4 separate regions of the Zea mays genome follow, and all the other regions are linked to region 1. Evidence: chromatin contacts called from public Hi-C data. All regions are on one chromosome and are shown on one strand. The core of a region is the stretch at or near the end of the contact, and the rest is flanking DNA. Distances in the headings are between cores, read along the strand shown.

The links. Hi-C and Micro-C count contacts between places; a contact is called where the count stands out from the background.
Region 2: a Hi-C map of tassel shows a contact between it and region 1, with 2.7 times the contacts expected there. The contact joins two enhancer-like sites. A contact is called at or near these places in 2 of 25 Hi-C or Micro-C datasets (leaf and tassel).
Region 3: a contact with region 1 is called in a Hi-C map of tassel, with 2.3 times the contacts expected there. The contact joins two enhancer-like sites. A contact is called at or near these places in 2 of 25 Hi-C or Micro-C datasets (ear and tassel).
Region 4: a contact with region 1 is called in a Hi-C map of ear, with 2.1 times the contacts expected there. The contact joins two enhancer-like sites. A contact is called at or near these places in 2 of 25 Hi-C or Micro-C datasets (ear and tassel).

What each region holds. Positions count from the first base shown.
Region 1 is chr2:88,551,641-88,554,471 of Zm-B73-REFERENCE-NAM-5.0, forward strand. No RefSeq gene overlaps it. Among protein-coding and RNA genes, the nearest start is that of LOC109944521, 14 kb to the left of the region's middle. Within about 2 kb of position 1,486, at least 17 of the 20 cell types and tissues checked have an H3K27ac peak or open chromatin away from gene starts, as enhancers often do. A contact at or near this core is called in ear, leaf and tassel, where this site is marked.
Region 2 is chr2:88,333,840-88,336,670 of Zm-B73-REFERENCE-NAM-5.0, forward strand. No RefSeq gene overlaps it. Among protein-coding and RNA genes, the nearest start is that of LOC109944521, 200 kb to the right of the region's middle. Within about 2 kb of position 1,437, at least 17 of the 20 cell types and tissues checked have an H3K27ac peak or open chromatin away from gene starts, as enhancers often do. A contact at or near this core is called in leaf and tassel, where this site is marked.
Region 3 is chr2:88,742,000-88,744,830 of Zm-B73-REFERENCE-NAM-5.0, forward strand. No RefSeq gene overlaps it. Among protein-coding and RNA genes, the nearest start is that of LOC100285859, 32 kb to the right of the region's middle. Within about 2 kb of position 1,447, at least 17 of the 20 cell types and tissues checked have an H3K27ac peak or open chromatin away from gene starts, as enhancers often do. A contact at or near this core is called in ear and tassel, where this site is marked.
Region 4 is chr2:88,416,930-88,419,760 of Zm-B73-REFERENCE-NAM-5.0, forward strand. No RefSeq gene overlaps it. Among protein-coding and RNA genes, the nearest start is that of LOC109944521, 120 kb to the right of the region's middle. Within about 2 kb of position 1,407, at least 15 of the 20 cell types and tissues checked have an H3K27ac peak or open chromatin away from gene starts, as enhancers often do. A contact at or near this core is called in ear and tassel, where this site is marked.

The DNA.
Region 1 (2,831 bases), core at 236-2,735:
GAGTATGGATCCACCGTCATAGACAAGCGTGATCTCGAGCGGGATCCATCCTGTTGGCTTCGATTCGGGGCTAAACACCTAGGGTTGTACCATATGGCAATACTCTCTGCGGCGGTGTGGATGGTCCGCCCCGACGGTGCGCGCTCTAGGCCGGACGACTCACACGTACGCAGAGGTTCGAAGAACCCTAAAACTCGTCCCCGGGAGAGACCTCGACGGGGAGGAGAGTTTTAGGGGGTGCCCTAGGATCGGCAGGCCACTCGGGACCTCCCTAGACGACGTAGAGTCGAAGAAGGACGAAGATTTGGGGTTGGAGGAAAGCTAAGGTAGGTCTAGATTACACCTACTTATAATGCAATGAAGAACAAAGGAAATAAAGTAGATTGATTGATTGGTTCGATTGACGATGCGCGCAATCGACCGTACCCTTTCATATATATAGGGGGAGGTCTGGACCCATTTCTAGGCGTTTCCCAATACGATCGTGTATTTAGTTGGATAAGCACGCATGGAAAAAGGGAATATCTCGCCTGATCTGGTCTAATCGCGGACCGTCCGTGCTAACCCGCGGACCGTTCGGGTTGCGGACTGCCCGTCCTACATGGCCGAACCGTCCAGCCTTCCCAGGTGCCACATATGGTGCTCAACACATCCAAATAAAGAAGATAAAGCTAATTAATATACTCCGCTTATCCCTAAGAGAAAATGTTTAGGTCCCGTTTGTTTCCCTTTATTTTAAGAAATTAGAATCTAACTAATGGAGTAGGCTATTTTTTAGAACGTGTCATTCGACAACTTCCCAAAGTTTATAGATAAGTCTAACTCAAATTGATTGGGTGAGAGATGAAAAGTGGTTCTATAGATTTACATAATACTTTTGTAATGTACAACTTATAGCACACTCTTGTACTTACTTATCTATAGCATAAATGTAGTGTATAACTATCTCTCTCATATAATTTAAGATAATATACAAACATATTACGTATATAAATATATTAACTCAATTAGTTTGTGTCTAGATTATGATTATTAGTTAGGAATTCAATTCCAACGAAACAAACAATAGGGGTGTCTTTTTTAAAAAAAAAATTACAGCTTTCAAATGACTTTTTTATCTACACAACCTAGAAACTACCCCTGCATTTGTACAGTCCACATCAGATTTTGCAGAAATCACGGTTCAATGAAACGCCCCGTCAATTTGGCTCGTCGGGCCAGTAATTAAAGTCTCCACTGACTGCGCTGCGAGCGCACTGGCTGCAGCGATCGCTGGACGCTTAAGGCACGTGCATCCCGCTGCCTGCAGCTGCAGCATGGAAGGGGAAGGAGAGGTGTGGGCTGGCTGGGTTGGGCGATCAGCAGTAGTTTCAGTGTGTTCAGAGCCTATGCTTAAGCAGCAGCGGCTGCGCTGGAGTGCAGCAGGGCTCCACGGTCCACCCACCCACCCACATACAGACCCATGTGTGCTATCAGCTATCAACGGACCGTACGAAACAGGCTTTTCTAGCCTGACGGAGACGGACGGTACACCCATCTATATATCTACTCCTGCTGCAATCTGCATCTGCGTGCCACTTTTCTTTTCTTTTTCTTTTTTTCTCCCTTGTCAAAGGAAAGGAAACCACCCCTCCTCTCCTTGCTCGATTAATTGCACGACAGCGACAGCTGGGGAGAGGCAACCAAGCATGCAGCTGGAGCTAGGGGACAAGGCCGCGAACAGTACCTTTCATTGGAAAGAGAAAACGAAAAAGAGGAAATAGTCTGAGAAGCTTGATTGTTTTGGAGTACAAACCATCCTGTGAAAAAAAAATGCAACGCAGGAACAGACAGACACGATCCATGTCACTCGGATGCGCATGCGTTCCTTGTACCCGCAGAGTTAGAGACTATGACACCAATTCATTCATTCATTCATTCATTCATTCGCTCTTTCGTTTCGTTCGAGTGGCAACAAGAGGATGCAGAAAAGCTCGTCGTCGTCAGCTTGTGAAAACTTTGAAAGGAGGGAACACGCAGAGAGAGGTGGTGGTAGTACATGGCTACACTTGCGGCTGCGTACGTTAGGCCGGCTGCCACGGCTTCCATTTCTGGCGGGTTGCCGAGAAGGGCAGCTTACCGCCACCAGAGCCTGAAGGAAGATGGCTGAAATGTCCCGGTCCGGAGATGATACTGTAGCCCTTACACGCGCGCCCGCAACAGTGCAGAACTAGCACCCACATGGCCCCCTTCCTCGCCTCTGCAAGGCTATACGAATGTCCTGTTCAAGGCAATGCAGTAAGTGTGTGTTGCTGCTGAGCCTGAGAAGGCAGGGTTCAGCAGCGCCAAAGCAGCAGGCTGGCTTGAAGGCAGAGGCACGCCATCATCCAAGCCGGCCGGCCGGCAGGCAAGGAAGCTCGATCGGGTGAACCGCCTCCGTCCGCGTTGTGTGTGGGCGATCGAGTATAGAATAGCTGAATAGGTAGGCTCCGCGTCGGCGTCGGCGTGTGCAGTGCCCGCCCGGCCACTGATGTGCGAGCCCGCCCCCCAGCGTAGGCGCCTGCAGCTCTAAGCGTAGAGCCAAGGAATTTTCCCTAGACAGATGTACCTCGCCCAGCACTATTGCGACGTGCGCGTTGTCCAGGTTGACAGACAGGAATGCCCGCCCGCCCCCAATGATGCATGCGCAACAAGGCAAGTAAATACCACCCCACCAACACCGCCGGCACAATTGTAGCGACGAGCGAGAACAGAGAGTAGTAGGATTTTCTTCGCTCCACTCCCCCCTCCTCCACCCCTCCCGTCTCGGCAAGTCGGCACAGAACCTATGTGTTGGAATGTGCAAGAATTTG
Region 2 (2,831 bases), core at 187-2,686, 220 kb before region 1:
AGCGGCTTTCGAACGGAAGAACTTGACCAAACAACTTTTAGTTTTTTACAATTCCTAGCTCATAACAACTTTTTTCACAGCTCATAGCCCACAACTTTTTTACAACCATAACCCAAACAAATATACTCCTTGTAGCTTGTAAGGGACCACACTGGAACTAAAATGCATGAGTACTTTAGTATCAGTTCCGTCACTAAAGATCCTTTCTTTAGTACCGGTTATTACCGGGAATTGTTATTAAAGATTCTTTCTTTAATACTGGTTCTCATCAGAAACCGGTACTAAAGAAAGGATCTTTTGTAACAGTTTTAGCCAGAAATCGATACTAAAGATATAACCTTTAGTAACGGTTCTATTTAGAAATCGGTACTAAAGTTATAAACCTTTAGTTCCTGATGCATAGTACCGGTTGGTAATTCAATACTATATAGCCAGTTTTTAACCGATATTGATTGTGTATTCTCCAATAGTGTTCATAGCTAGTAAAACTAGTCACATTCCTCCCACTTGTTCGCTGACCATCCCAATAATGGGAATCTTCTACGCGCAAAGGAACGAATGGATGCGTGGCGTGCATACTAAAGTTAGTGGGTACAAATCCATCAGCTTTTCCGCCGTGTTCTCGCTGCTTCACATACATCAAGTCAGTTTGCACCATGTTGCCGCCATGTCTAGCCTGAGAAAAAGTTAGCTACTACGGCATCTCAGTATAATGAGTACTTATATACTTAATATGTAGCCCGACTTTGCTTTGTGGGCCGGAGGTATGTTAGACATTTAGAGATAGTCTGTGAGCTATAAAACCGAATGTGATTAGAGGGCTAAAATCTACTTATTTAAATTTATTTTTAAATTTAAATAAGAAGAGGATTTTAGGTCCTAATTCAATCCGGATTTTAGGTCCTAATTCAATCCATCAGCGTTATCCATGATTTCTTATTTTTTGTGCCCAAAACCTATTACTACCTTTTCTGTTCTCGAATATTTATCGTCAGTTAGTTTATTTTTAATTAAAATGCTATAAATAAAAAAACAGAGAGAGTAGAACTATCTTTTGGTACGGATGTATATGAATGTATGATGGAAAATTTAAAAAACGAGACAAGGGTTTCATGTCCCCTTTTTTCTAAGATCGTTTTTTTGCTGAAAATAATAATTTCAAATGTTATTATTTTACTATATAAATTTGGTTAGGAGTAAGATGTTTCGATTCACTTCATATAACTAAAATAATAATTTATGATTTGTGACGGTGAAAATCCGGTCGGCGGTGTGTTCAATTGGCGGGCAGGCCTGAGCACCCAAAGCGGTACGCTGGTCCCATCACTCGAGGCAACCATTAGTCAAAAAAGACGTGCACCCAAAAGACCAGTACTACGGGCCGGGGGCCTACACACAGGTGGGTCGGAGACCCCTCCCCGTCAAGCAGATCGCGCATCTGATCGTACCCACACAGGATGCCGGGCAAGCTAGCTAGATTGCCGCGCATCAGCAGCACAGCACGACGGATTGATATCGAGAGGAGCGGCAGCCGCGCGCGCGCGCTTGCAGCCAAGGGACCCGATCCGTCCCTGGCCAAAGCAAGCGGAGGGAAAGCGCCACCGGCCAAATCCAAGTGTTTGTCTGTGGAGTGTGGACGGCCGGCCATCTCCGTACGGTTGGTCTGAGGTGCGGCGGCTTGCTGGCTGGCCGGCCACGCCGCTAATGCGCTGTGATGTGATGGAGCGGACGCCGGCGGACGGGGCTTTTAATTTGCAAGAGCATGGGTTTACGAGCGAGTTGTGTCTTTTTGAAGGTACATGCATGGTGATATGCTTTGTCGCCGCCGCCGTCGCGGATCAGCACCCACCGCCGCCGCCCGCGCGTCGCCGTCACTTATAAGCTATATTTGGTCACATAGTTGTTACCGGATTTGGGTTTGGTGAACGGATTCGTTCAGTCCGCGCGCGCGAAAAGTCGATCGAGAGAGATTCTGGTACTCAACTTGCCCATTACTGTACTTATTAATTAGCTAGCTTCATGGACCCATGCACATCCGCTCTGTATATAAACCTATTGTCCTCCTTTATTAATCATTGGGAGATTATTTTAAAGACAAGGCCTGTTATAATTAATCTCATTTATTAATTATTAACGACCATCGTGTGTTGTATTCTTGCTTGACCCGGACCAATGAAGCTAACTAGCTAGTAGTGTTAACAGGTAACCACGCGACATGCATGAACCAACAAGATGCCGAAGGTGATGAATACACTGTGTGCCTGTCTACTACCCTAGCCTCGTCCTTCCAGACGGTTCACCTAATGTTATTCTCCAGGGCCCAGAGACCAATAATATATCATCAACTAACTGATCCCCTGACAATAATAGAAAAGCATTCTGTTGAGTAACCCTTGCTTGTTTTTTTCTCTCTCTCTTCCATTCTGATGATAAAAAAGCAGTTGTCGATTTGACATCTTGTTGCGAGTTTTAAAATCTCTCAGTTTGAGCAGACGCGCGGACATCGCGCCGTGAGCGTTATTTTGCGGGCAAAGCTAGTGGTTCTCATGATTGCCGCATTGGTCGGCGTCGGACATGACGTTGATCGGTCCAATGGGATTGGATTTGCCGAGAATAGTAATGCCAGAGAGGTCCCTCCCTGTTCCATTATTTATATAATATAGGTTCTTAATGAAAAGAAAACGAGAGAAAGATTCTTCTCGTTAGGATCAGGGCCATATTATATATATATATATATATATACACTTGTGGATGTGCATATTCAATCATTGAGGCAAGGTTATCCCGTTTTATGTTTGCAACATTATATAAAGTTGCCCAGGTAAAAATAT
Region 3 (2,831 bases), core at 197-2,696, 190 kb after region 1:
TCTCCTCTCGCTAGTGATGTCACTGGTCACCGCGCGCTTCCTACGCCCTGCCAGCCGCCCGTCAGCAGGCGCTTTCGGTCCACCCGCGCGCCCATCTACCCGTCCGGTCGTCTCCACAGGATTGGCGCTCTGTAAATTTCGTAGTACTCCGTAGGAACGCGCATGCATGCACACGGCAGTGTTCAGGTGTATGGGCCATGCACGCATGTGAAGGAACACAGGGCGAATGCAGAGAGACGACCAAGGCTCAGGCGAGTTTACCCTCCAAAAAGGCTGACGACTTTTTCGTGAAGGAACGAATGAGTGAACGATGATCAGAGGTTGTTTCTGGTCGCGCGTCGTCTCTTTTCTGCAGCAGCAGCAGCTTGGCATGCACCATCCATCCATTAATTATTCGCTAATTAGACTACTATACTAATCTTCTCCAGCTTGTAATTATGTCGTCGTCATTTCTCACCTAGTTAAAACTCCCTTCACATTGGAGAAACAACCAACCAACCAAGCAATCCAAGCCATCGCCTCTGCTAGCTGTGTACTTTTCAGTGTTTCTCAAATAGCAATGATGAATCAAACTGGAGAGACGTACGTACGTACTGTGGATGAATTTGTGAATTAGTAGGAGAGAAGAGCGTGTGCCCGTACGAACGTGTTTGCGAGTGAAAAAAATTTAAAAGGAAATAATTCAAATAAAGAGGGAGGTCGTAGGGTAAAAGATAGAAAGCTGAAAGCCAAAGTGCAGAGACATTCATCATAACAAACTTGCAATTGTTGGGCGTGGACAAAGCACATACATTGACCAAGAGGCTGAAAACGATCGATATGCATGCATGCATGCATAGCGCATGATGATGATGGGTTTGGTGCTTCCGTACGTACGTACGTTCTGGTCCCGAACCGACACCTACGGAATGCTTGCACAAGCACATAGAATTATAGATATGACACTTTTGACCTTTTACCATCTGGACCAGCAGGCACACTGGGACAGCTACTAGCACAGATAGTGAAGTGAAAAAAAAAAGCTAGAGGCATCGCTATATAGGTTACGCCGCGCGCCCTCACGTTCACGCATGCCATCATCTTTGAGAATCTGTCACTCCAGGAGATCACGTTTCCAACAGCACGCATCAGGATCGCTGCCGCTAGTGATGTGATGTCACAAATAGCCCGGTCGGCCGGGTCGGACGACGCCTTTTTTTTTTCACCAATCCAGCGGTGCCCGACCGCGGCCGGTGCATGCTAGCTAAGTATTGGCCACTCGCTCGTCGTCGAAGGACGAAAATGGTCGATGCGGACATGATGATTTGGGTCAAAAGGAGCAAGAGCCTACGTAGGCATGCACTAGAACAGAACAGGAGAGCCATGCATGCATCTGGCACCACCGGTCAGCTTTTCCCGCTGAATGATTAGGTCTCTGACATGTGTCGGCGCATGCATGCATGCATGGTGAGTTGGCGATGGAGTTCTCGTACCGCATGTTTGGTTGCTGCTCTCCAGCGCTCCAGACTCGAGTTGGCCTGGCCCGCGAGCGAAGCTCGTTTTTCACATCCCCACGCGTGCAGGCTGTGAGGCCACTGAACGGTAAAAATTAGACCAAGTTGGACGCGTACGTGCAGGCTCGTAGATGGAGGCATAGCCAATCAAACACATACTTGCGCGCGATCAAAGCACGCCGTGAGTCTGGATATGGTTGTACAAGTAACCAAACACGCTGGTGGTGTCTTTTCACATGCATTTTTTTAACAGCGAGGCAATACATGTACATATAGTCATATACTTCAGCTGATAATACCCAGCTGATTCCACTGAAGACAACGCCAGATTAACATATAGATCCAGTTCGTCAGCTCAGCTCCCTCTCGCCGTGTTTAGCTAGGTCGTCGCATCGCATCGCGCGCAGCCAAAGGTCATCTCAGTCGATACCTGGCTCCAGCTAGAATGCACATCGATCGGATCCAGCAGTAGATTCTGGTCGTAAACATGAAAGTAGCACAGTCCTGGACGGTGAGCTAGGCACACAGTTACTTCTCAGTTCTGACGGAGAGGACGAACGACAGGGGCCGACCGGCCGGCGGTGAACTCAGACCAGAGCCGGGTACGTACGGCGCGTGCCCAAGAGACAATATGCCGGAGCCGGACCGGACGGACGGACGGACTCTGAATCAAAATTTAATAAAGGTGCAAAAAGGTTGTTACGTCACCATCGAAGGTTCCGAATTATTTTTCCCCTGAAAAGGAGGAGCCAAAACATACTAGTGGCGATGGGACGACAAGTTCCTGCAGGCGGACAGGAGTAAAGTTATGAATGTGTAGCGTGCCCCTGAAAGAGCACGCTTTTTTTGTACCTATTTTCGTACGTACTACGGCAGTGTGGAGTACGATGTACTAGTAAAGCGCTACACCTTCGTTGGCCTTTTACTCTTTTGCACGCAAAAAAGTGGTTAGCGAAACTGTGAATGAAATAAGATTATTTTTCCTTTTATTACCTAGTGTTTTTTAGCACTCGATAAAAAAGTTCTTTGCCGAGTGTGTAACAAAAAAACATTCGGTGAAAATAAACACTCGACAAAGAGTTTTTTTACCGAATGTTTTATTTTTGACAAAAGTAAAATCTTCTTTGTCGAGTGTTTTTTTAACACTAGACAAATACAATTTAAAAACCATATTTTCAAGCAATAAATTAATTTAAATGAAAAAAATTTCAATTATAAATTTGTATTTTGGTTATTACTTCATATGAAAAAATAAAAGTAAATTTATTTAGAAAAACTATATATCTCTTGTAGTTTATGAAACTACAAGAGAGATTTATAAGATTTGTGAATAATGTT
Region 4 (2,831 bases), core at 157-2,656, 130 kb before region 1:
GTTAAGCAATAAAAAATATTGTAGGCTCTCCCTACAGTACTTTAAGCTTCAAAAAAAACACTGAGAAAATGCATCAACCCTGACTCCAATTACTAGTGGTCGTCACCGTCCACTCTGCAACAGCCCAATCGGAGAGTGTCACGCAGAAAACAACCCGAGAGCGAGTGGGGGAGATCGAACACGAGACTTGGAGGTGCTACTCAAAAGCCGTAACTATTACGTTAGAGGCCCTTTCGTAAGAAGTAAGAAACAACAACCCTTTGCATAGTAGATCCAATAGAAACGAGGCACACAAACGATTAACGGGAGCAGCTGGTGCCAATAATCCATTGAGAAAGTAAGATACATATGCTCCTAAAATTCCATTGAAGGTTGTTCATGCGTTTCTCCTTTGTCCATCTAACGTTCAGCACTTAAGGCCGCCGCCGGCCTTATCTGAATGTGTTGGAGAGGTTTGTGTAAAATTTAGTTTAGAATCTACACCAAATTGCATCAACCTACGGATATTAAACTGGAAACATATGCAGCTAAATAAGTGATAATAGCTGATTTGGTGACCATAAGATTGGAGGATGAAGGAAATCACTTACTATTCACTAAAAGGTACCGGTAACGATGTAGATCCTGCTATTCACTAAAAGGTACTCGTAACGACGTAGATCCTCGCGTATCCAAGTTTTACCCTTTATACGTTAACTAAGGTTTTTTTTTTTGTCATTTGCATTGTGCTATGGAACGCGATTCTCCATGTCGAGAAACCGAATTTCTCCTCAGGTAAAAAAAATACATATACAATCAGTAGCCTTTTCAGGTCATTTTCCATGTCCCATCGAAGCTGAAACAGTGGGCGGGAGTTAAGTTCTCATGAGCTAAATTCGTGGGCACACTAATCAATCTGCTGTTCTTTTTTTTCCTCTCTCTCTGCGCGGAAGGAAAAGTGCGACTGATTAGTCCGGCTTTGGGCACTGGGTTCGGACTGACGCAGACAAAAGCCTGCCGTGCCGACTAATCATGTCAGCTTGTATCGATCCGATCGTTCATCTCGCGGCGCATTAAAACATACTAGGAGTATATCGCAATAATATACAGTCACCCGAGACGCACATCAATTTCTGTTCTGCGCGCGGAGCGTAATTACTTGTATTTATTCACTGTTGTTGTGTCAGGTTCGTTAAGCGCGGACCACTGGGAGAGTGTTGGATACTAGCAGGAGTGGTTGACCGGTCGTCAGCGGAGCTCTGTGCCTCTGCGTTGCGTCTGAGAAAGCTGCTTTAAGCACCGTCGCTGGCATGTTGCTGTTGTTGTGTGCCTGCCTGCAGGCTTGTTTGTTCTGTTCCTTTGGACACTGGCCTGGCGGCTGGCGCCCGGCGCGGCTGCCTGGCTCCTGCTGCATCACATCAATGGCACAGCAAGGGGCGTACGTGGAGCAATCTGCCATGCATCATTAGTATCCATTGGCCACAGAACCGGAGGTAGCCAGCTAGATCCAGGCTTCCGTTCCTGTACGGGCCGGAGACGTTCGCGGTCCCCCGCGCGCGCGCTGGAGGAAAAAACGGAACAATCAATGTATTGCCGTTGAATCTGCTTGCGACGCTGCTCCATTTCATCCTAATCGATCCTTCCCATGCATGAACGGTACGGTCCTCACCAGTCATTTCGTTCTTCGCTGTAGGATGTTGCGTTACATTGGGTCGCGACTCGCGACACTTGGGTCCTCGAAATGAAAGCTTCTTTATTACGCTAGCGTTTTTTCTTTAAGAAAATTCATTTTTATAGGTAAACGTTTGCATTCCGGCAGCATTATTCATCGGTCGGCTGGCAGACTGAATTTCAAAAAATTAGTGGCAGGGGCATGACGAACAATTAAGCCACACAAGTGACTGTGCTTCTGCTTAATTAATAACGGTACAAGATGAGTGGCGGACAATGGTCGCAGGCCAGCTGTATGTTATTTTGACTCGCCCCAGTACGATCACACGTCAGACTCTTTTTTTCTTCTTCCGTGCGCGGTAATTCCAATTTCAAATCCATGTATGGGTATGATCATGAGCAGCAACGTACAATCCTCCTACTTAGGGAGGAGCTTGTTGGGTTATTATTCCTATCATATGTGTATTAGATGAAATTGAAAAAAATTATGAAACATTTTGATTTGTTTGAAATTTAAACCTACTCAATCTTATCTAATCCACATGGATTGAGAGACATACAAACAAGCCCCTGCCACTAATTTTTGGTTTAGGGATTGAGAGCAACTGCAGTAGTCACCTAAAATGCATCCTATATTTTGGTTTAGGGGAAAATTAACAAAAAATGTGCTCCAGTAGTTCCTTAAATTAACTTTCTGAATGTACCAACTTCCTATGTAAACCTATTTTGTTCTCAAATGTAGGAACAAAGAAAGAGTCCTGAAATGAGTCTCCCGCTCAATATCGTCGCGAAAACTAGTTTGCTGCCAATGTTTCTCAACCGTTTTTCTGTGGAAAAGAAAAAAAACAACTCGCCCAAGAGCCGCCGGAACACGGGACGCATCAAATAAACTGTAAATATATAATAATGAAGCAGAATTTGTGAAGAATAGAAGGGAATAATCTTTTGCAGCGACGACACAACATGCACTTACCAAATAAGAGTGTTTATTTACGACGACGTGAATATGTTGAGCACAGACTGACCTCAGCAATTGGATGTACGAAGAAAGGAGAAATACACATGCATAGACGCACCAAGAATTAACCTGCATACGTTCTCTCATAAGTACGGATGTTTCAAGAGGGAGCTGTTCGTCTGCAAGTGCAAGTAACAGATCCAGCTACACTTGCTTCTCGTGA